4 separate regions of the Mus musculus genome follow, and all the other regions are linked to region 1. A link is a contact called in public Hi-C, HiChIP or PLAC-seq and promoter capture Hi-C data. All regions are on one chromosome and are shown on one strand. The core of a region is the stretch at or near the end of the contact, and the rest is flanking DNA. Distances in the headings are between cores, read along the strand shown. Region 1 has its middle 19 kb from the start of Ccl5. Region 2 has its middle 17 kb from the start of Wfdc21. Region 3 holds the start of Wfdc21 (WAP four-disulfide core domain 21). Region 4 has its middle 21 kb from the start of Gm38934.

Region 1 (5,220 bases), core at 10-2,509:
CAGCACAGGAACACCGAGACCAAGTCCTCAGCACAAAGGAGATTTATTTACCTCAGAGGGACAGAGGGCAGGGAATAAGAGACAAGGACATGAGATAGAGAATAAGGGAGAAGGGGAAAAGAACAAGGGAGAGGAGGGAAGGGGTATTTGCCCCAGAGGGCCAAATGACTGCCTCTGGCTAAAGAGGAGACAGAAGTAGCCCATAGGTAAATGACAGTTCATAAAGGGAAAAGGGGAAACCCTGAGTTAGGACGACTTGGCAGGTGTGGTGGCTTGAATATGTTTGGCCTAGGGAGTGGCAGTATTAGGTGGTGTGGCCTTGTTAGAGTGGGTGTGGTATTGTTGGAGAAAGTGTGCCACGGTGCGGGTAGGCTTGGAGACCCTCCTCCTAGCGACGTGGGAGCCAGTCTTCTGTTTGCCTTCAGAACAAGATGTAGAACTCTCAGCTCCTCCAGCACCATGCCTGCCTGGATGCTGCCATGCTTCATGTCATGATGATAATGGAAACTTAGAACCAGTAAGCCAGCCCTAATTCAATTAAACCCTAATTAAATGTTCTTTATAAGAGTTGCCCTGTCATGGTGTCTCTTTACAGCAGTAAAAACCTAACTAAGAGAGTAGGTTGTTGTTGGTTTTTTTTTTTGTGGGGGGGGGGGGGGGGTTTCGAGACAGGGTCTCTCTGTATAGCCCTGGCTGTCCTGGAACTCACTTTGTAGACCAGGCTGGCCTCGAACTCAGAAATTCGCCTGCCTCTGCCTCCTGAGTGCTGGGATTAAAGGCGTGCGCCACCACGTCCAGCTTTTCTCTGCTTTTCATTATGACTCTCTCTCTCTCTCTCTCTCTCTCTCTCTCTCTCTCTCTCTCTCTCTCTCTCTCTCTCTCTCTCTGTTTTGCTTTCAATACATCCCGACCACAGTTTCCCTTCTCTCCACTCCTTCCTCTCTCCCTAACTCCACCTCCCCTCTCCCCTAACTCCACTCCTCTTCTAGTTCTCTTTAGGAAAGAGCAGACCTCCTGGAATATCCTCTGAACATGGCCTAAAAGACACAGTAAGTCCAGGCATGACCCCTCATGTAAGGGCTGGGTGAGACAGCCCAATAGGAGGAAAGGGTCCCAAGAGTGAGAGATGAGAGTGTCAGAGACACCCCACTCCCATTGCTAGGGGTCCCACAACAACACCGAGCTAACAGCCACGTATCATATATGTAGAGGACCTAGTGCAGAAGAGCCACGCAAGCTCCACGATCGCTGCTTCAGTCTCTGTGAGCCTCCATGAGCTCTGCTTTGTTGAATGGCTTGCCTCTTTAGCCGGGTGTCTTGAGAGCTTGTTGGGGTAACCGGGATCCAGGCTTTGACCTTAAAAATCTCTAGTAATGTGACATCAATTAAAGCTGCCATTGAGGGTAGATATAATTCGTTAAAACCTTAGTAGAAACTATGTGGTATTTCTGGACAGTGGCCCAAAGGAAGGAACCTGGAGCAACAGTCACCACTGGAGAATAGAGGGGAACCACAGAAAAGAGAAGCCAACAGAGGGGAAATCCCAAATTCTTTGTACACACTTAGTCTAAGCTTCTGGCTTGAACCAAACAAACTTCAGTTAGACTGAAAGCATTTGGCAGCGAAAGAAATAGACCAAGATCTGAGCCGCTATCCACGACAGGGTGCAGTTTGAACCCGAGCTTGTGGTCTGGTGAGACAAAGACAGAAACTCATCAGAGCAGTGCGGTAGAATCTCCAGAGTCACCACCATACTCACAGAGTCACCCCCATACTCACTTGTCCAAGATAAGATCCAAAATGACTCAACAGGAAGTGAGACCCAACCTCAAGCAACAGAGATAAGGGCATCACCAGGGAGGAACTATAAAGCTGTAAGAAACAAAAGCCCAGCCAGTGAGATGGCCCAGGGGGTTGAAACGCTTGCCCCCAGGCCTAACAACCTGAGTTCCATCCCTAGAGCTCTCATGATGGAAGGAGAGAAATCAACTTTTGAAAATTATCCTCTGACTTCCACATGCTGTGCTATACAAATAAATAACTGTGAAAAACCACTCTTACTTCTGAAGCCTACCATAGACCTGCTTGAGTGATTTAAAAATATAGACTGGGCTTTAATGCATTGCTCATCCAGGAAAACAAATGCTGAGTAGCCTGCCCCACTGCCAATCACCCCCCCCCCCACGTCAGACTCCAGTATCAATGTTCTTCAGGTGGGTTACACACAGAAGTCACGAAACACAGCACAGGCAAGGATGGAAGCCAGAGAGCTATGTGCTGCCTTCGCACACATCTCCCACAAGGCACTGGTGTACAGCACAAGAGTGCGTATCACACAAACCTCAGTTCAAATCCCAGCCCCATCACTCAGGACATAAAGGCTAGCAACTGCAAACCCCCAGTGTACAAAAGGATTCATCTCACTTGACCCCAGGTCGCACCCTCTAAACCTGACCTGAGCTCTACTAATCGTGGCCAAAAGAGCTAGTGTGCTGAAGACCAGCAGGCCAGCCAAGGCCTACCTTTCTGTGGTGCTAACAGAGACACTGAGAGATGCAGTCTCGTCTGTGCATGTACTTAACTAGCCGATTGACCAAACCAAGAGTCATGGCTGAGTCTTGAATCACAAGTGAAAAGAGTGGATGTACTAGTCAGTTGCTGAGAGGCGTGATAAATTGGAACCCTGATCTATTTACCACAGGGAAATCTGTTACGTTCTGGGAAAATCTGTTATGTTCTCAGTTTCACTGTCCCCAATCTTGAAAATAGTCCCTAGATGACAAGCTTGTGGAGTGAAGTTTCAATACAGATAAACAGGCTGCAGGACATATCACTCCAGGGGATGCTATCCCAAACAGACCTCTTTGGCACAAGGATTACCTTGTTGTTATTATTTTGGGGAACAGCAGGCACAGGTGGACAAGAAAAGGACCCTTTTGTAAGAGAAATTCACAGCTAGACAAGAGAAACTCTATACACGGGGGGCGGGGGGCATATCTCTGTATCAGAATACCTAATCAACAGAGAAACACCAGCGTAAAGCTGCATTTCAACTTACAATTCCCAGGTCACACTCCATCACTGGGGGAAGTCAGGGCAGGACCTGGGGGCCTCTCAGGGGTGCTGGTACCAGCTAGCTCTTTGTGCTTGCTCAGCCTGATTTCTTTCTTTTTAAAAATATTATTTATTTATTTATTATTCATTTTCTGTGTATGGGTGTTTTGTCTGCGTGCATGTATGTCTGTGCACTGTGTGCTTGCCTGGTGCCTGGCAACTGGAGTTGCAGGTGGTTATGAGATGAGCCCTGGGACTTAAGCCTGGGTTCTCTGGAAGCCCAGCCAGGGCTCTTACCACTTACCTATCTCTCTAGCCCTTCAGCTGTTTTCTTAGAACAGGTCATGACCACCTGCCCAGTGGTGGCGTGCCTGGGGATGTCCTCCTCTCTCACATCAATTATTAATCAAGGCAATATACTCCAACAGACTTGCCTACAGGCCAGTCTATGGAGGCATTTTCTCGACTGAGAATCTTTCTTCTCAGATAACTCTAACTTGTGTCAAGTTGGCATCAAACTAACTAACACACTTGTGTACTGCAAAGCTTGCAGCCCAGAGTCTACTGCAAAAAGGTAAATTAACATAACAAAAGCAGAGGCTGGAGAGATGGGCTCCGCAGTTAAGAACACTGGCAATTCTTCTAGAGGATCATGGTTCAATTCCCAGCACTTACACGATCCAGAGACATACACGGAGGCAAGATACCTACACATAAAATAGTAATAAAATATTACAGAGATGGTATGGTTTAGAAAAAAAACAAGAGAATGTAAATATATTTAATCTAACTGCTATATGACCTAGAGCCTTCAGAATAAAAACTAGGGAAAATTATGTTTTCGTGGACAGCATGCAGAAGTCCCAGTAAGGGACAAAAGCCCATGCTGTAGGAAGTCACAAATGAGACAAGCACAGACTTAAAGCTGTGTGTGCTGGTTCTTCTTGGCCTCTGGGTCTGCGAGAAGCTCCTCTGGAATGAGGGTCTGCCCTTTTTCATCAGAGGAGAAGGCAGGGGAAAGGGCAGAGACTCACCTTCTGACTACTGTGGTTTCCTCCGTTTCCTGAGATCACAATTCTACAGATTGTGTGTGTGTGTGTGTGTGTGTGTGTGTGTGTGTGTGTGTGTGTGTGTGTGTGTGCTGCAGTGCCACATTTTGGGATAGTGTATTCCATGCACAATCAGAATCATGTTCTCAAGTGTGACCAGCCTGGGATACATTCAACCCTGTTTCAAAATAAAAAGAATTCAGAGTAGGCTTCCTTGGAAAATCCTGGTTTGGAATCCCATGTAGTTACAGTCAAATTCATACTCTCTCTCTCTCTCTCTCTCTCTCTCTCTCTCTCTCTCTCTCTCTCTTCTCTTCTCTTCTCTTCTCTCTTCTCTCTTTTCTCTCTTTCTCTCTCTCTCTCTCTCTTTCTTCCTCCCTCCTTCCCCTCTACCCCTAAAAAGTTTCTCCAGTATGGTAGTCTTAAGACAACCAGACTTCAACATCTGGGAAAACCAGAATGCCAGTGCCACCTCAAATGGAAGACACATCAGCACACTGTGGGTGTGCAAACATCAGCACACTGTGGGTGCTTTAGAAGCGTCGCATCTCAGTTCGTGTGTGGATAGGAACATAATACAGTATCTCACATGAGTTGCTTTATTTTAAATAAGACAAAGTATTCGAGGCACAGAACATACTGCCATAGTTCTAGCTCTGTGTGACTTTAATTTAATTAACTTCAGTGTGCACTGACGACATAGTCTATAACATAGATACAGCCATTGGACCCCTGCCATGGGGCTATTGCAGGAGCTAAATGGGATGATCGATATAAAACCCTACGTAGTGTCTTTGGAGTACTAAATCAATGCTCAGCCAATTCCAGCACTTTTTTTTTTTTTTTTTTTTTTTTGGTTTTTCGAGACAGGGTTTCTCTTTGTAGCCCTGGCTGTCCTGGAGCTCACTTTGTAGACCAGGCTGGACTTGAACTCAGAATTCCGCCTGCCTCTGCCTCCCGAGTGCTGGGATTAAAGGTGTGCGCCACCACGCCCAGCACCACAGCACTTATTATTAGAGTTACTGTCACTGTCATCGTCAAGACACCCTGCCCTGACTTCACCCAAAAGGAGAAGAAACAGGAAGAAAAACAGTAGGAATTACAGAGCCGCCATGGA
Region 2 (5,668 bases), core at 2,090-4,589, 180 kb before region 1:
TAATAAATACATTTGAGGCCAGCCTGGGATGCATGAAGCTCCGCCTCACTCTTCCCACACCCCAAAAGAAAAAGATGACACCCTTAATAAATTATTTTGTGGGCATCATGAAAAAAAGTGTATGGTTCTGTAACCACAGCCTTTAGCTAGTGGACTAGTTCTCTGTTGCAAGGCTAAATATAACATCTTCCTGTCCCAGAGAAATGTCTACCTATGAGGGTTACAGTAATTCTGGAACATACCTCCAAGGAGCACCACTGCTCCTCACAGGCATCTGCCCCCGTCTCTCAGGAGACATATACTCTCATCCCAAAGGACTGTGGGAAAGCTCTACTCAATGTATCAGAGTACTATCAACATCCATAGAAACACGTGTTTTCCCGAGATGAAAGACATTAAAGACCAAAGAAGTAAATCTCACAAAGCATCTAGTACAGAGCCTGGAACATAAGTGTTTCCTTTGTAAAAGTACACTCAATAAAGTTCTTACTTTTAAATACAATGACTGGAAACCGTCTGTGACCCAGCATTTGCTTCTTGGTTTGATAACATTTATAATTATTTATAATTACAATTTCATTTCTAAGAATTCACAGGCTTCATCTCCCCAGAATGTATTAGTGTTATATTGTTGGGGTTCAGGAATCACCACACAAACCCTGTGGACAATGATCTCAGTTCAGCAAGAATTGTTTATTGAACACTCTCCCCAAGACTGATCAAACAGGGCCACAAAATGTGGCATCAGCCTGTGTGGTGGATTTGGTTTAACATTTGTATTATGTTAATTGGGTTCCCCAAAGTGTACGAGATTCTGCATGTAAGACGCTGAGAGTCCTTGTCCCCAGTTGGCTTTGATTGGTAGTGGCCAATGGCTGGGCAGGGAGACAGAGGCAGATTTGCAGGCAAGGGAACCGAGAGAAAAAAAGAGAATGGTCATGCCGGGAAAGGAATAAGATCCAGGCTTGAGAGTGGCAGAGGAGAGAGCATACCAATCATGTAAGAGCCAGAGAAGAATGACCCGGGGGGCTCCCCAATTGGGTCTAGGGTAGCAAAGATGGAATATATGTTTTAGTAAGTAATAACTCAGGAGTATGGGGGGGCATTAGCAATGTAGAAGTTTGGGAGTGACCCAGCCACTGAGCTGATTAAGGCATATTAGATATAAGGCTGCATGTGTGTCTTTCATTCAGGAGTCCAAAACATTGGGGCGGGGCAGGTATCAAGGAACTCTTGCTGTCAACACTGGGGAGATTAGAGCAGATTAATCAACTAATGCAACAGGTCTGTCCTCAGGGCAGGCTTTTTATAGGGAAAACCAGGGTCAAAAGTTGAAAAGCAAGCAGTGAAGTCATACAACATTTTTGGCTAACTAGACAATCAGCTAACTTTTGAGCTGATTGGTCCTAGATGTGGTAAGAGGGGAGGTGCAGGCAGTGAACCTGGAGTTCCAGTACATTGAGATAATGGAGTATAAATGATTCAACAGTAACTTTTTGGCTTATTAGTAGCATTCTTCAGTATCAGCTATAGATAATAACTTCTGGAAAGTGGAGGCTGAGAACCCAAACTTCATTTCACCTTAGGAACAAAATGGAAACTCAGTACAAAATGGCTACAGTTGTGTTAAAAGAATCAGGCCTCATTAGCATGATGTTCACTACAGCAGCCAGCACAATAGCAAAATGTCAAGCAAATGACATGGCCATAAGCGGTTATTGGTTAAGTGAATTACAGTAAATCCATTCACTGAACTCATAAAATCCCCAAAGAATAAGGTTTATGCATAGTCTGGGCAAGGTGGTACACACCTTTAATCCCAGCACTCAGGAGGCAGAGGCAGGTGGATCTCTGTGTGTTTGAGGCCAGCCTGGTCTGCAGAGTGAGTTCCAGGCCAGATAGAGCTACACAGGAAGACCCTGTCTCAAAAAACAATGTGTCAGGGTCACCGTGCCATGGCTTTGCATAGAGGACTGTCAGTGAGCCTTGTATTAGTCTGTTTTCTGTTGCTATAGCAACATACCTAAAGCTGGGCAATTCTCTTTTTTTAAAAGGTTTATTTGGCTTATGATTTTAGAAGCAGAAGGTTAGGTATGACTTGTCAGTTTCTGGGGAGTGCTCTCCTGTTACATCAAAACGGAGCAGATAGCATTCCTGGTTCGGAGCACACTGAGAGAGGAGAGCTCACACGGTGTTTCAGGTGAGAGAGAGATCAGGAAAACCTGGGCACATACATTTATAACAACCCATTTTAGACAGGCGATTCTAGCTGACCCCGAAAGACTCAGCCCACCGATGAGACAGACATTATGGGCGTGGGACTCCAATCACCTAGCTAACATCCATTATTTCCCTTTCCCATGCCAATGACACCACACTGGGGACCAAGATGGAAGCACATGAACCTTTGGGAGAAAGATGCCATCCAAACCTGTAGCAAGAAGCCCAAGGGAGAAGAGGAGAGTGCTACAGGCTGGCTGGGATTTCATTTGAGATTCGCAGCATGCGAGACATGGTGGGTTCTCTTCATGTATGAGCAATACTCCCTCTTGATGAAGGATGTTTGCAGAGACAGGCCACTGTCACTTTTGTTTCCCTGTGAGTTTTCCCTACCTTTATCCAAGACATTATTGTGTCATTTCTAGATAAATGGTTCACATTAAGACTCATCCATTTGTCATGAGATCACTATGAAATGGCTATCCTTGAATTTTTTTTATTTTTTATTCAAAAGTTAAAATTATGCATGTGTCAATGTGTCGGTGTGTGCATGGGAGTGTAGGTCCTCACAGCAGCCAGCAGGAAGCATCAGATCCCCTGGAACTGGAATTACAGGTGATTATCAATTGCGCTAGGTGCTTGCTGGGAACTGAACCTGGGTTCTCTAAAAGTTCAATTCCTGTTCTGAAGAGAGGGCTCCCCTCTCCTGCACCAAAATAGATATTCTTGACTCAAATGCATGGAAACTTAAGCTCTGGGAGCATTAGCAACTTTCACGAAAGCAAAGAGCTATGAAAGGATGGGTAGAGCTTGTGAGTGAAGACTTTTCTAAGATTTAAAAAGAAACCTCGTCACTTCTACCAAGCCCGTGGAGCTAGTGGCCATGCTTGCCCACAAGCCAGAGGAACGATGCCAGCCTGGGAATACCCCCCCCCCCCCAGGGCTTCAGGAGTAGCTTTAGTTGCCTGCCTGGGGAAAGAAGGGGGTTGCAGAGAAAGCCCAAGCATCCAGAAGGATGATACAGTGAAAAGAGTTTCTCTCCCTGGCTCTAGCCTTTGCACAGCAAAAGAAATGATACGGAGCAGATTGCTTCTGTGAGTCACAGGGGCAGCCACTGCCACTCACATCTGTGGTCACTGCTCAGGAATGCTGGGGGATTTTCCTTTTCCAGCTTTCTGTGCAGCTTAGTGGAAAGTGCAGAAAGAGATGGACATTGATTTCTTGTGGGGTGGCATGGTTTGCAGGAAAGAGTTTTGGCTTTGGAAGCAAAGACGCCAGCTAGGCCATTCATAAACTTTTTGATTTAGGATACATGTGCCATATTTCTGAGACCCAGCTTCTATGCATTTGAACTAAGGGTAGTGTTTGTTTAGAAATGCTGTGAAGATTATGGGAAGAAAGGTGAACTTTGCAGGTATTCTCTCATTCTGCACTACATAGTATCAGCCTGCAGATGGTGCAATGGGCTCCACAACCACCTTTACTGTATTTTTTGCCCTTGAGGCAAACTCCAGACTGCTTCCTCCAGACCAAGGGCCAGGACACTAATCTTTAGTGCAAATTGTCAGACTCAGGCATCACTAAGTGCGATTTGGAGGAAGCCATTAACTTAGTCCAGTCAAGGATGCATGGAAACATTTAGTTTGTGAGAATTATTTGGTGGCTAAATATCAGAGAAGTTTAAGTGTCTGTGGGTCTAGAGTTAATAGGTAGAATGGGTATAGCATTGACCACAATGATGTGTGTCCTTTGGGGGAGGGGTGGAACTTTGGAAATATATCCACAGCTAGGGAAGGCTGACCAGGGCAAATGGGCTGGCTATAGTCGGCCATGATGGGTGGGTCCTCTTCCTTCCCTACATCCCTGTGTTCTCTCGCACTGCTTCATCAGATGCTTATAAAGAGGAGAGCAGTTCAATTAAAAGTGTCTGGGCCTTATAAGTCATAAAATTTTTAAAAATTATTTTGTCGTTAAAACATTATTTACTCACTGTACTGGCTAGTTTTGTGTCAATTTGACACAGCTGGAGTTATCACAGAGAAAGGAGCTTCAGTTGAGGAAATGCCTCCATGAGATCCAACTGTAAGGCATTTTCTCAATTAGTGATCGAGGGGGAAAGGCCCCTTGTGGGTGGTGCCATCTCTGGACTGGTAGTCTTGGGTTCTATAAGAGAGCAGGCTGAGCAAGCCAGGGGAGGCAAGCCAATAAAGAACATCCCTCCATGGCCTCTGCATCAGCTCCTGCTTCCTGACCTGCTTGAGTTCCAGTCCTGACATCCTTGGTGATGAGCAGCAGCATGGAAGTGTAAGCCAAATAAACCCTTTCCTCCCCAACTTGCTTCTTGGTCATGATGTTTGTGCAGGAATAGAAACCCTGACTAAGACAAATTGGTACCAGCATAGTGGGGTATTCCTGTGACAACCTGACCATGTTTTGGGGAGGACTGTGGAAGGACTTTGAAACTTTGGGCTTGAAGATCCATTTGTTGTTAAGAGCTCTGCCAGATGTTGTGTAGGAGTTTGGAAGATAATGTTGAGAACAGTGCAGAAGATGGAGGTCTGGTTTGTGAAATTTCAGAGGGAAAATTAAAGACTCTTTTCAGGGCCATTGCTGTTTTGATTGTGAAGATTCTGTAGTTCTGGTTAGCTGGGGCTGAAGAATCAGCTGTGGTTAACAAGATACCAGAACTACTAAAGCAAAACCTTTGCATTACTGGGACTATTGATACTGGTTAGCTGGAGCTAAGAAATTAGCAGTGATTAAGAAGAGACCAGCATCATTGAGGTGACATCTTTTGGGAAGTGTTTTCTGAAAGCACAAAGAGGCTGTGTTCCAGAGATATCCAAGGTTGTACTCCTGCTGCAGCGGGACTTGGTAATATGTAAGGGTCACCCAGGTGGTACTGGTTTTGAAGGCATGAAAGGGTCATGCAGAGCAGCTGAGGCTCGGCACTGTGAGAGGCCATGGAAGGCCATTGGTGAAGGTGTAGCCTTAGTTGCAATTGAAGGCCCAGGACTTAAGGGGTCATGCAGTGTTTTGGAGATGCCAGTACCATGAGATGACCACTAAGAGCAGCAGCAGCAGTGGAGTACAGGCATCTGGAGCCTAGAGGACTACTCGTGTGCTACAAGGGGCATGGCTGGAGAAGTGACCCAAGCCCTTGGAGGAGCCCAGAAGATCGTGAGTTGGATCCCAGACATTGGACAGTTGGAGATTGATTTTTGCTTTGATTGTGACTGTGCCCTGATATTTTCCCTCTTGAAGGAAGAAACTGTTTTAGTGGAGCCTACGGTTAAGAGACTTTTAATTGTAAAAGGACTTTGAATTTTAAAAGAGATGGATATTTTAAAGAGATTGAAAATTTAAGAATATGTAAAGACTGTGGGACTTTAAAAGTTATTTAGATCTTGGGGATGAATAAGAATGTAAGGGTTGAGGCTTACTAGTG
Region 3 (5,655 bases), core at 1,110-3,609, 200 kb before region 1:
CAATACTGACACATTGTTCCTCTGGCCCACAGTCCCAGTCACCACGGCAGAGCTCAGCACAGGTGCCTATGTCAGAAAAGATCAGTTGAAAGCAGGCATGGTGGAATAAACCTTTAATCCTGGACTCCTAGGCTAAGGCAGGCAGATCATCAGCTAAAGGTCAAGCTGAATTACTTGATGAGTTTATCCTCTCAAGGACAGACAAATAGACTAATGAAAACCTCCATGCTTTAGATTCAAGTGCTGAGGACGACAGTCCTCGATTAAGGAGTACATTTCACCAGTTCCTTTTAACTGAAGTCATAATACCATTTGTAAAGTGTTACTGTCTATTTCTGTTAAAACAAGGCACACACATAATCTCATTAAAGAAAGCCTACTTTAGAGACATGGATAGAGGGATTGCATCTGTGGAAAGAAAGGAGGAAGGTTGCTTAAATGAAATCATTTCCCCCCACATGACAGTCCATGGAGCAGAGAAGGGCATATTCAGACTTGCTGGTTACCTTACAGTCACTCTGTGCGGTTAGTCTCCCTAGCTCTGTTTTATAGCCCTAAGTGTTTCTGGTGCTGTTGTTGCTTTGTGGTGAGAAAGCTGAAGATCTCTTGTCCCTAATCACAGTCGTTGGAGCAATCATTAAATATTTATGGTATTTTGCTGTATATGAAGCATTTAGGAAGGACATGGATGTAAAAAGGGCCTCTTAGAGCCTTCCAATGCAAGTAAGACTTATGTCTAAGGTACTGGAGACAGAGCAGTGTTTCACAAGTGTCCTGCAAGGTAGTTCTAGAAGACTCAAAGGGCTCAGAGGAGATAAAACATTATTTGTTGTTCGTCAGAAAAAGTAAGCCTTGGAGTACAGGGATATTGTCAAGAAAGAGTAGTGGGGGAAAGCAGGAGGGGTGCTGTGTGGAAAGATGCAAAAAGTCACAAGGGGAAATGTAGTAGGGTGGAACTTTGGGGAGGTCCGTGTGTGACCTGGGACACAGGACCTACAGAGGCACTCCCAGGACCAGAGACTGACTCTTCAAGTCCTACCCCTTAGACATATTATCTGCCACTCCCAGTTCCCCTGGAATAGGAGGAGTCAGGAGGATTGGCAAGTAGAGGTCTGGGCGAGTTTGGGAACAGGAGAAATAAATGTTGCAAAGGGCAAGCAGGCCATCAGGACCTGTGGATTTGGGATTTCACTTAATAAACTGAGAGAAGGTCATTTGGGAGGATTATCTGCTGCAAAGGCATAGACAGAACCAGGATCCAACTAGTAAGCACATCCAAGAAGGAAGAGGGGGTGGAGAGGGCTTCTGGGAAGCTTTTGCAATGGCAGGGCTGTGGAGTAATCAGGGATGGACACAGTGAGGCAACAGAGGGCAAAGGACGGAAGAGATGCAAACTGTTTCAAAAACAGGTAGTTGATGGAGTGAAGACGAGAGGCTAAACTCTATCTAAAGACATTTAGGGGCAAGCATTCAGTCCAAGATAATCCAGGGCTGGCTGGCTGTAGGATAGGGGTTGTGGGGTAGGGGTGGGCAGACAGCATCAGTCTGCAAAGGCGAGACTTTATTACAGAGGAGAGTGTGTCAGGAGTTTGATGAGGCTGTGGTCACAAAAGGGCTAAGGGAAGAATGGGCAGAGGATTAAGAGTAGTCCTTTGAGGCCAAATAAGATGGGGTGGATTGTGCTTGTAATCCCAGCATAGCAAGATGAAGCAGGAAGATTGCCATGTTGTTGAGGTCAGCCTGGGTTACACAGTCAGTTCCTGGCCAGCTTGGGCAAACATACAAACAAACAACAATGAAAACCCACGGCAACAAAACCCTTTCTGAGAATAATATTGGTAAAGAAGATTGAGATTGACCTGTGTCTAGCATAATTACAAGAATATTTTCTGTAGACAGGTCAAGGTAGACGCCAGTAGAGAAGGAGACGTCTGGGAGAGGGAGCTTGGCTGAGGAGCAAGCAGGAGGGGGGTCCAGTCAGGTGACCCAGGGAATGGAGAGAGGGAAAGCAGAAGAGGGATTCTGTTCTGGGGAATTCAGAGGTGACCATCAAGGAGGATCCTAAAGAGAACTCTTTCCTCCAGTTTCTCCCTCCTTCCTGCACACACTGGTTCTGGATGTCTTCTCACCCCTCACTTGAGGAAGAATAGTGCAACCGTGTTTGCCCAGACGTACCTAAAAGCTGCAGAGGTCTCACTGCAGCCTGCAGCTCCTGTACCTCTAGGCTGAGGGTGATGAGGGACACCAACAGAAGGAAGGCTCCTAGCTTCATGCTGCTGCTGAAGGATGTTAGCCAATACGCAGCAGGGCCAAGAGCTGCCAGAATTTAAACCTCTTCACCCACTGAGCTAGGCAGCAAGGCTAGGGGCGGGCCTGCACACCACAGAAGCCAAAGCCCCGCCTGGAAACCAGCATTGCCAGGGACACACACTATGTATGTCCTGGGTAGTGCCATCTTACTCAAGCCAAGCTCCGTGCCACAGAACACCCTCTGTTCCACAGATAGTCCTCCTAAAGTTGGAAAGCTGGGGTGGTAAGGGACTCTCGTTCCTTTTCAATGAAGTATTAGAGATCTACTCTGGGCCAGGAATGAGCTGTGATAAGGAATGTGTCCTCAGGGAATGACAATCCAGGAGCTGGGTGTCAGCTAGGACACCATCTGCTTTTGTACTTCTCTCTCCTTGCTCTAGGACAGTTGTTCCTGTAACTGAGGGCAGGGAGAGACCGTGGGAGAGCCAGTGGGGTGCGGCCACCTGTTGAGGAGACAGTAAGCCAGCGTCGTTCCCTCTGCCTTGATGCCATCATCTCTGCTGTTTGGAGCCTTCATTTTGGGGAACCCCAGCTGTCAATATCTACATCAAACCCTCCCAGGATGCCTCTCAGGCTGCACCACTGCTGTGCGACTTGGAGAGTGAGTGGGGTGAGAGTGACAACTAGCCCAGGTGTGAGCTTTCACTTCTTCCTTCTTGTAGACACGCCTGCTAATCCAGATGAGTGATTTGTAACTCAGACCATCTGTGGTTTGGGTGCCAGGGGAGATACCCTCTTCTTTCCCTGGTGGTGGGGGAGGAGCACACACAATGTGTCAATTTGATACAAGCTAGAGTTCCCAGAGAGAAAGGAGCCTCAGTGAAGAAGAGGCCTCTATGAGATCCAGCTCTAAGGCATTTTCTCAATTAGTGATCAATGGGAGAGGGCCCAGCCCATTGTGGGTGGTGCCATCCCTGGGCTGGTGGTGGTCCTAGCATCTCTAAGAAAGCAGACTGAGCAAGCCAGTAATCAGTTTCCTTCCATGGTTCTTGCCTCCAGGTTCCAGCCCTGCTTGAGTTCCTGTCCTGACTTCTTCCAATGATCTGGCAGTGTAAGCCAAAAAGCCCCTTTCCTCCCCAACTGGCTTTCTGGTCATGGTGTTTCATTGCAGTCATAGAAACCCTAAGTAAGACAAATACTGTAACTCATAAAATACCTTAACATGAAATGAGCTGGAAGCAGGGGGTAAGAGGGAGAGGGAGAAGTCACAGGATCAGTTTGTTGTGCCTTTGTAGGTGTCTGGGAAAATGGTTTATTTCAACAGTAGAGGGCAGGGGCCCTAAGTTTAATTCCTAGGAACACACACGCACACACGCACACGCACACGCACACGAGGGGAGAGAGGGAGGAAGAGAGGACTATCATTTCACAAGGACTATGGTTCCTAATTCTGGAGCTACAGGAAGAGTCTCTTCCTTTCATTTGTCACAGATCTTACATGCCACAAGCTGGAGGTCCTCTGACAAACAACTGATGCCATACACTGCTAGCTCTCTCAAGGGGGTTAGAAGACAGAGTTATGGGCCGTGCAGAAAGTATTTTTGCAAGCTGCTTTAACTCCACTCTGCCTAGCCCACTGGTGTACAATTTCTGCAATAGTCCAAAATCTGGTATATTACTGACTTCTCGTCACTGTGATAAAATACCTGGCTAATGTAACTGGAAGGAGGAAGGATTTTTTCTGGCTCCGCCCGGTTCACTATTTGAGGGTGTTGTCATCACGGTGGGGAAGGCATAGCAATCTATGCAGCTAGGACGTCTCACAGCTTTGCAGACGAGAAGAGGGAAAGAGAGACAGAGATAGTGAGACATGAAGTGATCCGAAGAAAAACAGAGACCAGAGAGACAGACAGATGGAGAGAGACACACAGAGAGAAACAAACGGAGAGGCACACACAGAGAACAGGTCCTAAGTCTTCCATCCCATTCCTAGTACCCTACTTCCCTCAAACAAGCTCTAGCTCCTCAAGTTTCTGAAGCCTCCCCAGACAGCACCCCCTACTAGGGACCAAGTATTCAAGCATCCAAGCCCATGGTGGGGACATGCTATGCTTGAACCATAACAACTAATAAAGACTTTTTAGAGATCTTAAGCACTGAAGGGGGTACACAGTGTGTTTTCATGTAATTCCATATTTTCACAATACTGAGACTGGAAATAAAACCATTTCTGAAGTTACACAAAGGTCAAAGGTGTATGGAGATCATTCTCATCTCTCTTCAGATAGCCTTAATTCTGAGTTTACTTTTGATGCCCTAAGCATGCGCTTTATTGGGTCCTGAGAGATATTCAGAGATGAGTGGGGACTTGTGAGTTTGAGGGAAACATTCCATCCTGCCCCCTCATGTCTTCTCTTGGGCCCCACTTGTCTCCACCATCCAGGCACTCCCGTCCGCTCTGCTTCATTCATGATGCTGAGTACAGTAACCTTTAAGCTGTCTGGCTCAAGCTCTGCCTGGAACACGGAATTCCCTTTCCGTTCTTCTGTGAATGTGGGCATTCTTGTCTGTCAGAAGTCAAGTCCTCTATCAGCCATCCTAGCTTAAACTTCATCTCTGAAACTTTTCCAGGCCCAAACCCTGGGAGAGTAACTTGGTCTTCAGACTGTCATAGTCCATAATGAGCTCTGTTAGCACATAGTACTTAATTACTGCTGCCTTACATTTCTCTCCTGGGAGGATTTGATAGCGAGGAGGGGTTTGTTTGTAATGCCCCATGTGGGTGTTTATTGTTCTCAGTGACTCTAGGGAGTGATGGTGTAGATTTTTCTAGCCACATGATGATGGGGGAGAGAGAAGATTGAGAACGGGAGAGGTTGAGGGGAGGACAAGATGCTGGGGTGGACCTACCTAGATCTCATACTGAGTTCTTGAAGCTGCTAGACCGGGTATTCAATAAAGGTACACACCTTAAGATGACAGCATTGGAGCTCAATAAATCAATAAATCAATCAATAAAGGTACACACCTTAAGATGACAGCATTGGAGCTCAATAAATCTCCACTGGAATCCCACCGTGTACCACTGAACATGTGACTGTAGGTAGAGAAGAATTCATTTTAGTCAATAAAGAACCATGCTCATTTTGAACCCAGTTTATGCATCTGCTGGAGTGTGCCAGAGCTGGTGTTCAGTGCAGAGGTTATGGAGGCAACAGGTATGGGGCTTATTCTTAAAGAGCTTCCACTTTAAAGGGGGAAGCTAGAGAGGAACAAAGAGCCCACAGAAATCCCGCTGGCTGAGAACCAGAGTCTCAACTTGCCACAGGCTTGAGTCATTTTGGAAGAGGGGACCTCAGTTGAGAAACAGCAGTTGAGAAAATGTCCCTACCCAGATTGGCCTGT
Region 4 (5,537 bases), core at 1,916-4,415, 240 kb before region 1:
ATGCTCTGGATGCTATAAAAAGGCTGCATAAACGGAGACGTGGCTCTTGAGCCTTGGACTGACCCCGGACACGTTCCAGAGGCTCCTTCTGGAGGAAGGAGGAGTCTAGGCTCTTGTGTTGAGTGCTGGCTCAACAGCATGTTAAGAGGACACAGCCTAGCAAAGGTCACAAAGACAGCTTTCTTGCACGAGTGATGGTCACATGTGAACACCTGCAAAACTACGGAATTACTAGGCCTGTGCCAGTTCTGAGTCTAAAACTGCTCAAGTGAAGAAGAGGTCACTATAACCTGACTTCAAAATTTATTTTCTGACATGTTAAAAATTGGACAAGGGGGCTGGAGAGATGGCGCAGTGGTTAAGAGCATTGGTTGCTCTTCCAGAGGACCCAGGTTCGATTCCCAGCCACCCACATGGTGGCTCACAATAGTCTATAACTCCAGGTCCAGGAGAGTCAATGCCTTCTGCTAGACTCTGCAGGCACCAGCATGACTGAGTGCACACACATACATGCAGGAAAAACACCCAAACACATAAAGTAAAAAAATTAAAATGGACTGGGCAGTGGTGGCACATGCCTTTAATCCCAGTACGTGGAAGGCAGAGGTAGGCAGATTTCGAGGCCAGCCTAGTTTATAGGTGTCCTGAATTCCAGGACAGCTACGACTATATAGAGAAACCCTGTCCCAAAAAAGAAGAAAAAGAAAAAACAAAAAGGGAAAAAAGAAAGAAAGAAAAGAAAAGAAAAGAAAAGAAAAGAAAAAACTTGCTGCCAAGCCCCCCAAACCAAACCAAACCAAACCAAAACCAACCAACCAACCAAACAAACAAACAAAACCAAAACCAACCAACCAACCAACCAACCAAACAAACAAACAAACAAAAACCCTGAAGACTCTATATAAAAATATTAATGATGTGGGTTCTGCACAGTGTCGGTAATATCCTGCAGATGCTTCCTGAATTTAGAAGACACCAGTGGTGCCCCTCCCGACATGGGTAGTGCAGTGAGACCCACCGGGCTCTGACCCTTCCCAGTAACTCAGCTCTTGCTCTTTTAAGATAATTACCTTTTCCTTATCACTTAGGAATTCAGAAAAACATTAGTGTAAGGGAAAAAATGCAGGGGCTGGTGCGTTGGCTCGGAGGTTAAGAAGCCTGAAATAAGTCACCACATAGAGTTCCAGGCCAGCCAAGGCTGTGTAGTGAGACCCTGTCTGGACAAACAGACAAACAAGAGCATCGGCTGCTCTTGCAGAGGATCCAGCTTCCACATGGTGGTTCACAGCCCAGGGGACCTGATGCCCTCTTCTGGCCTTCCTGGCCTCGCACATAGTACATAGATACACATTCAGAACACTCAGACATGTAAAAATTAAAAAGAAAAAAAAGACAAAATTACCCATTGTCTCAGCTTGCAGAAATAACCTTCTAATACAATGGAAAAAAAACTCTTTGCAAACTGTCAATTGTTGTTATAATATATATGTATATAAATGTGTGTATATACATTATTATATTACATTAATACACACACACACACACACACACACACACACATATATATATATATATATATATATATATATATATATATATATATATATATATTACTTTTTTCCTTAACACTATAGTCCAAGCATAGTCCCCCCTTTTTAAAGTTTATAAACGGCATCTCACTGAATAGTCCTGGAACCCTCTATGTAAATCAGGCTAGCCTTGAACTCACAGAGATCCTGCCTGCTCCTGCTTACAGAGTACTGGGATTAAAGGTGTGCACTATCATGCCTGGCAATTTAAAAATTTTCTATATCTAAACCATTCTCTAACATTGTTAAAGTAGAGAAACCTATATAAAGAGTTTAACCCAGCTGTTGGTCTGCCTTTGATTTCATCTTGTCAAACACAATGAAGTGTGTGTTCACCCACATGTCTTGGTCTCCATTCCTGGAGAAGGCTGGACAAAGTATTTCTGGGTTGGAGGCTTTTTTTTTTTTTTTAATTTATTTTTTTGCATTGGGATGCTGGCAGGCTTTTCTCAGAAGGATGGAACCTGAGTTTCTTCAGATCTAAAGGTCGTGGCAGGATACATTCTGTATGCACGTGGGGCTGGGGCTGGGGCTGGAAATGGCTCAGACTCCGAGGCTTTGGCCAGTCCATCACCTTCATCATTTCATGCTGACACAAAGCAAAACAACGCAACAACACAAAACCAACCTTCTCAGAAGTCCTATCCTGTCTCCTGTTACAGCTTGGAGAGTGTCTGTCATCAGGCACATTCTGGGAGACTTTCCCTTTATCTAAAGGGGTCAAGAGAGACTTCTGGAAAAGCACCTGTCATGGCCCAAGATGATTCTGGGTCAGCTGATTGAGGGAAGGTTTGGAAAAGCTTCCTGGCTTGGGGAAAAAGGTGGTGCCCACTATGCTACCTGCAGTCTACTTAGCATATCAGACCCCAAGCATCATGCCTGCCCTGTGTTACAGAGAGCACTATTACATAGGACACCAAGGGGGGGGGGGAGAAAGAGAGAGAGAGAGAGAGAGAGAGAGAGAGAGAGAGAGAGAGGCAGAGAGAGCAGAGAGAGCGAAACAGAGACACAGGGAGAGACAGAGTGTGTGTGTGTGAGAGAGAGAGAGAGAGAGAGAGAGAAAGAGAGAGGCAGAGAGAGCAGAGAGAGCGAAACAGACACAGGGAGAGACAGTGTGTGTGTGTGTGTGTGTGTGTGTGTGTGTGTGTGAGAGAGAGAGAGAGAGAGAGAGAGAGAGAGAGAGAGAGAGAGAGAGATGTTTGGAAAAGTTTGTGGGTAAACTGTGCCAAGCCTGATGACCTAAGTTAGATCCCTGGGATTCACAAGGTGGGAGAGAGCTATCCTCTATACATTGTCCTCTGACCTGTGCAAGCGTACTTTTAAGCTCTCCCTCCCCTAAGCAAAACTGATATTAACAAGCTCTATGCTTTAAGAAATAGCCCTGCCCCAAATCCCTGTAATTTACTCCCCATCCAAGCTCCATTCAAGCAGCAAGCAGCTGTGTCATCTGCTCTGCTTCCCAGCCCCACTTGAACCTGCGCTGCCTTCAATGCTAGCTAGCATAAGCTTCACTTAGACGCTTCAGGGAGCCAGCATCGGGCATTGACAGGAAGGCGCATGCGTCCCGACCGTGATCTGAGCATGTTACTCAGAAGTTTCGTAATCTGTGAGTCACAAAACAGGAAGGATAACATTTGCCTCACTGTTAAGTATTGTTCTCAGATGACACGATGCTAGCGAAACTGCCTCATGTATAGAAGATACTCAGGAAATGCATCAAGAATCGATGAGCCCCTCCCAGATGACTGGGGCTCGCGTTCCCTTGTCTCCAGCCCCTTACCACTCCCCTTTTCTATACTCTTGCCTTGCCATGCTTGTGAGGCAGGGCCAAAAGCTCAAGAGATTCTTCTGGTACCTTCTCTGGCACCTTACATACCGTTCTTGTTCAAAGCATTAAGCGTAACCAAGGGTGTTGCTTTTTTTTTTTTTTTTCTTTACATTCATTCCAGGGTGGAAGGTTGTCTCACTGCACGAGAGACATGTTATCCTACAGGTGTCACGACCACCCCCAAATCCAGCCTTTCAGACCAGAGCTCCCTGAACCCATGCCCCCTACAAGCTAAGGCTCAGAGAAGAGCGATGCTTCTCCACTTTGGGCTTCTTAGCCCTCCAGGGCACATTTTCCAAAGCATGAGATATGTTGGGTTGTCATAGTTAGGGGGATTCTTCCTGGCGTCTGGTTAAGTAAGGGGTTTGAGATGTTGACAAACATCCCACAGTGCACCTACAAGGAACCAGCCTGCCCGAGGAATTAACAGTGCCATGGTTGAAAACCTTGACTTAGAGGGGCCCTTCCATAAGGTCAGGGCAAAGCTCTGCTCACAGCCCTCCCCACCCATGGTTCCTAAACCCCTCCTCTTTATGGTGGGGGGACAAGGCCAGGAAGGCCCCACATCCCAGTTACCACGCTCAGCCTCCTCCTGTTTCCACCTGCTGTTCTGCTCTGTTACCTCCTGCCCCTCTAAGATAGCCTGTGTGTCCTACGTGCCACCTGCTGTACAGCTCTGTGGTCACCCCAAGGGTCACCCCCGCCTGCCTCTGCTCAAAGGTTGTCTTCCCAGGGAGAACTTCCTTCACACCTCGTGCCAAACTATAATCTGCCCAGAGCTTTCTGTCCGGCCATGATCTGTTTTTCCTTGCCTCTGGCCCCCGAGACCCCAGGTCACTGACGGTATTAGCTTACCGTCCTGATCAAGTGTGATATCTGCAGGACTTTTTTTTTCCTTGTTCCCTGATATTTTCTTCTGCTTGATTCTTTTTCTTTTCTTTTCTTTTTCTTTTTTATTTTTGAGACAGGGTTTCTCTGTGTAGCCCTGGCTGTCCTGAAACTCACTCTGTAGACCAGGCTGGCTTTGAACTCAGAAATCTGCCTGTCTTTGTCTCCTAAGTGCTGGAATTAAAGGCATGCACCACCACTGCCCTGCACTTGCCTGATTTTTATATATTATATCTTATATATTTGATAAATTCTCCAGATATCTTCTCCAGTGAATGGATGAATGAATAAATGAATGAAAATCCTACTGTTCCAGAGCTGTTCCGTTCTTATGAAGTCAAGCTGACCTGACACTTGTGTCATGTGAGTGCAGTTGCCCTCATAGACCAGAAGAGAGCGCTGGATCCCCTGGAGTGACAGGTGGCTGTGAGCCATTGGACGTGGGTCCTGGGAACCCAACTCAGGTACTTTCCCTTATTATCCCCAACACCTGTTCAGGCAAACACTTAAATGTTATTCTGAGCATCTCATGTAAATGAAAACCTACAGTATACGTGGCTGTCTTCTTTGACTTAGCATAGCATTTAATGGCTCACCCACGATATGGAGTATATTGATATTTCACCTTTTCTACAGCCCAATATTATTCCACCGAGTAGACACACATCATGCCGTTCTCTGGTCGCCAGCAGAGCCGCCGTTGCTAGTTAGGGGCTATCCCGAATGCTGCAGCTGTGGGCACTGCTGTACTTGGTCACATCATTTGTTTGGGGTGTCACCTGGAGTTGCTGAGTCATGTGGTGACTGTGTGGAAATTTTGGAGGGACTGCCTGCTGCGCTTTCTTCCTGGCTTTGTGGATTCACACCCAGCATTGTCTTTCCTCGAGTTATGCCGAGCTTCTTCGGTCCATGCTACCTGACCTCCTCTGCATGGCATACCTGGGAGGCTCCTGTGCCTCCTGAGGGGCACCCTCTATGGCCAACACCTCAGTCACAAGGAAGGGAGTTTCAATATCCCAGGGCTCAGGTTACACGGGCAGCAACTACAATGAAGCCTCGAGTGAGAACCCTCAGCTCCTCCCTTCTGTTCGTGCTCCATCTGCTACCTGAGTGCTCCCTAAAGCAAATCTATTTTGCTTTAGGGATACCTACAAGTCTAGTAAGCCTACCGACACTGCCCATGACCTCTCTATGGGCTCACCATGCTGAGCGTCACAAGCTAACCCACCAGA

The links. Promoter capture Hi-C pulls out the DNA fragments that hold promoters and counts their contacts. A called contact is a pair of places that touch in the nucleus more often than the background predicts. HiChIP or PLAC-seq counts read pairs in DNA pulled down with a chosen protein or histone mark.
Region 2: a Hi-C map of bone marrow-derived macrophages shows a contact between it and region 1, with 8 times the contacts expected there. The contact joins two enhancer-like sites. A contact is called at or near these places in 9 of 39 promoter capture datasets (the C10 cell line, the HPC-7 cell line, cranial neural crest and 6 more), 7 of 15 datasets of contacts at CTCF or cohesin (CD8 T cells, the G1E-ER4 cell line, embryonic stem cells and 3 more), 203 of 484 Hi-C or Micro-C datasets (the 3T3-L1 cell line, 3T3-L1-derived adipocytes, the AML12 cell line and 107 more), 22 of 115 datasets of contacts at active chromatin or transcription factors (CD8 T cells, the HPC-7 cell line, PVALB interneurons and 17 more) and 4 of 9 other capture datasets (adipose tissue, liver, macrophages and 1 more).
Region 3: a contact with region 1 is called in a promoter capture Hi-C map of the HPC-7 cell line. The contact joins the promoter of Wfdc21 here to the enhancer-like site in region 1. A contact is called at or near these places in 31 of 39 promoter capture datasets (the 3T3-L1 cell line, 3T3-L1-derived adipocytes, the C10 cell line and 19 more), 10 of 15 datasets of contacts at CTCF or cohesin (CD8 T cells, the G1E-ER4 cell line, the NIH/3T3 cell line and 5 more), 333 of 484 Hi-C or Micro-C datasets (the 3T3-L1 cell line, 3T3-L1-derived adipocytes, the 4T1 cell line and 163 more), 63 of 115 datasets of contacts at active chromatin or transcription factors (the 230-238 cell line, CD4 single positive thymocytes, CD8 T cells and 46 more) and 6 of 9 other capture datasets (adipose tissue, embryonic stem cells, embryonic tail and 3 more).
Region 4: a contact with region 1 is called in a BATF HiChIP or PLAC-seq map of CD8 T cells, with 7 read pairs. The contact joins two enhancer-like sites. A contact is called at or near these places in 2 of 15 datasets of contacts at CTCF or cohesin (large pre-B cells and pro-B cells), 6 of 484 Hi-C or Micro-C datasets (bone marrow-derived macrophages, embryonic fibroblasts, embryonic stem cells and 1 more), 8 of 115 datasets of contacts at active chromatin or transcription factors (CD8 T cells, the HPC-7 cell line, bone marrow-derived macrophages and 4 more) and 4 of 9 other capture datasets (adipose tissue, embryonic stem cells, liver and 1 more).

Annotation. Positions count from the first base shown.
Region 1 is chr11:83,546,865-83,552,084 of GRCm38.p6, reverse strand. No RefSeq gene overlaps it. Among named protein-coding and RNA genes, the nearest start is that of Ccl5, 19 kb to the right of the region's middle. Within about 2 kb of position 1,259, at least 95 of the 459 cell types and tissues checked have an H3K27ac peak or open chromatin away from gene starts, as enhancers often do. A contact at or near this core is called in the 4T1 cell line, the 63-12 cell line, B cells and 44 more, where this site is marked.
Region 2 is chr11:83,726,957-83,732,624 of GRCm38.p6, reverse strand. No RefSeq gene overlaps it. Among named protein-coding and RNA genes, the nearest start is that of Wfdc21, 17 kb to the left of the region's middle. Within about 2 kb of position 3,339, at least 36 of the 459 cell types and tissues checked have an H3K27ac peak or open chromatin away from gene starts, as enhancers often do. A contact at or near this core is called in bone marrow-derived macrophages, where this site is marked.
Region 3 is chr11:83,743,644-83,749,298 of GRCm38.p6, reverse strand. It overlaps Wfdc21 (WAP four-disulfide core domain 21), which reads right to left and starts at 2,359. Exons shown (of 3, transcript NM_183249.2): 1 at 2,176-2,359; 2 at 1-66. The coding sequence starts at 2,272.
Region 4 is chr11:83,787,094-83,792,630 of GRCm38.p6, reverse strand. No RefSeq gene overlaps it. Among named protein-coding and RNA genes, the nearest start is that of Gm38934, 21 kb to the left of the region's middle. Within about 2 kb of position 3,165, at least 133 of the 459 cell types and tissues checked have an H3K27ac peak or open chromatin away from gene starts, as enhancers often do. A contact at or near this core is called in CD8 T cells, the HPC-7 cell line, bone marrow-derived macrophages and 1 more, where this site is marked.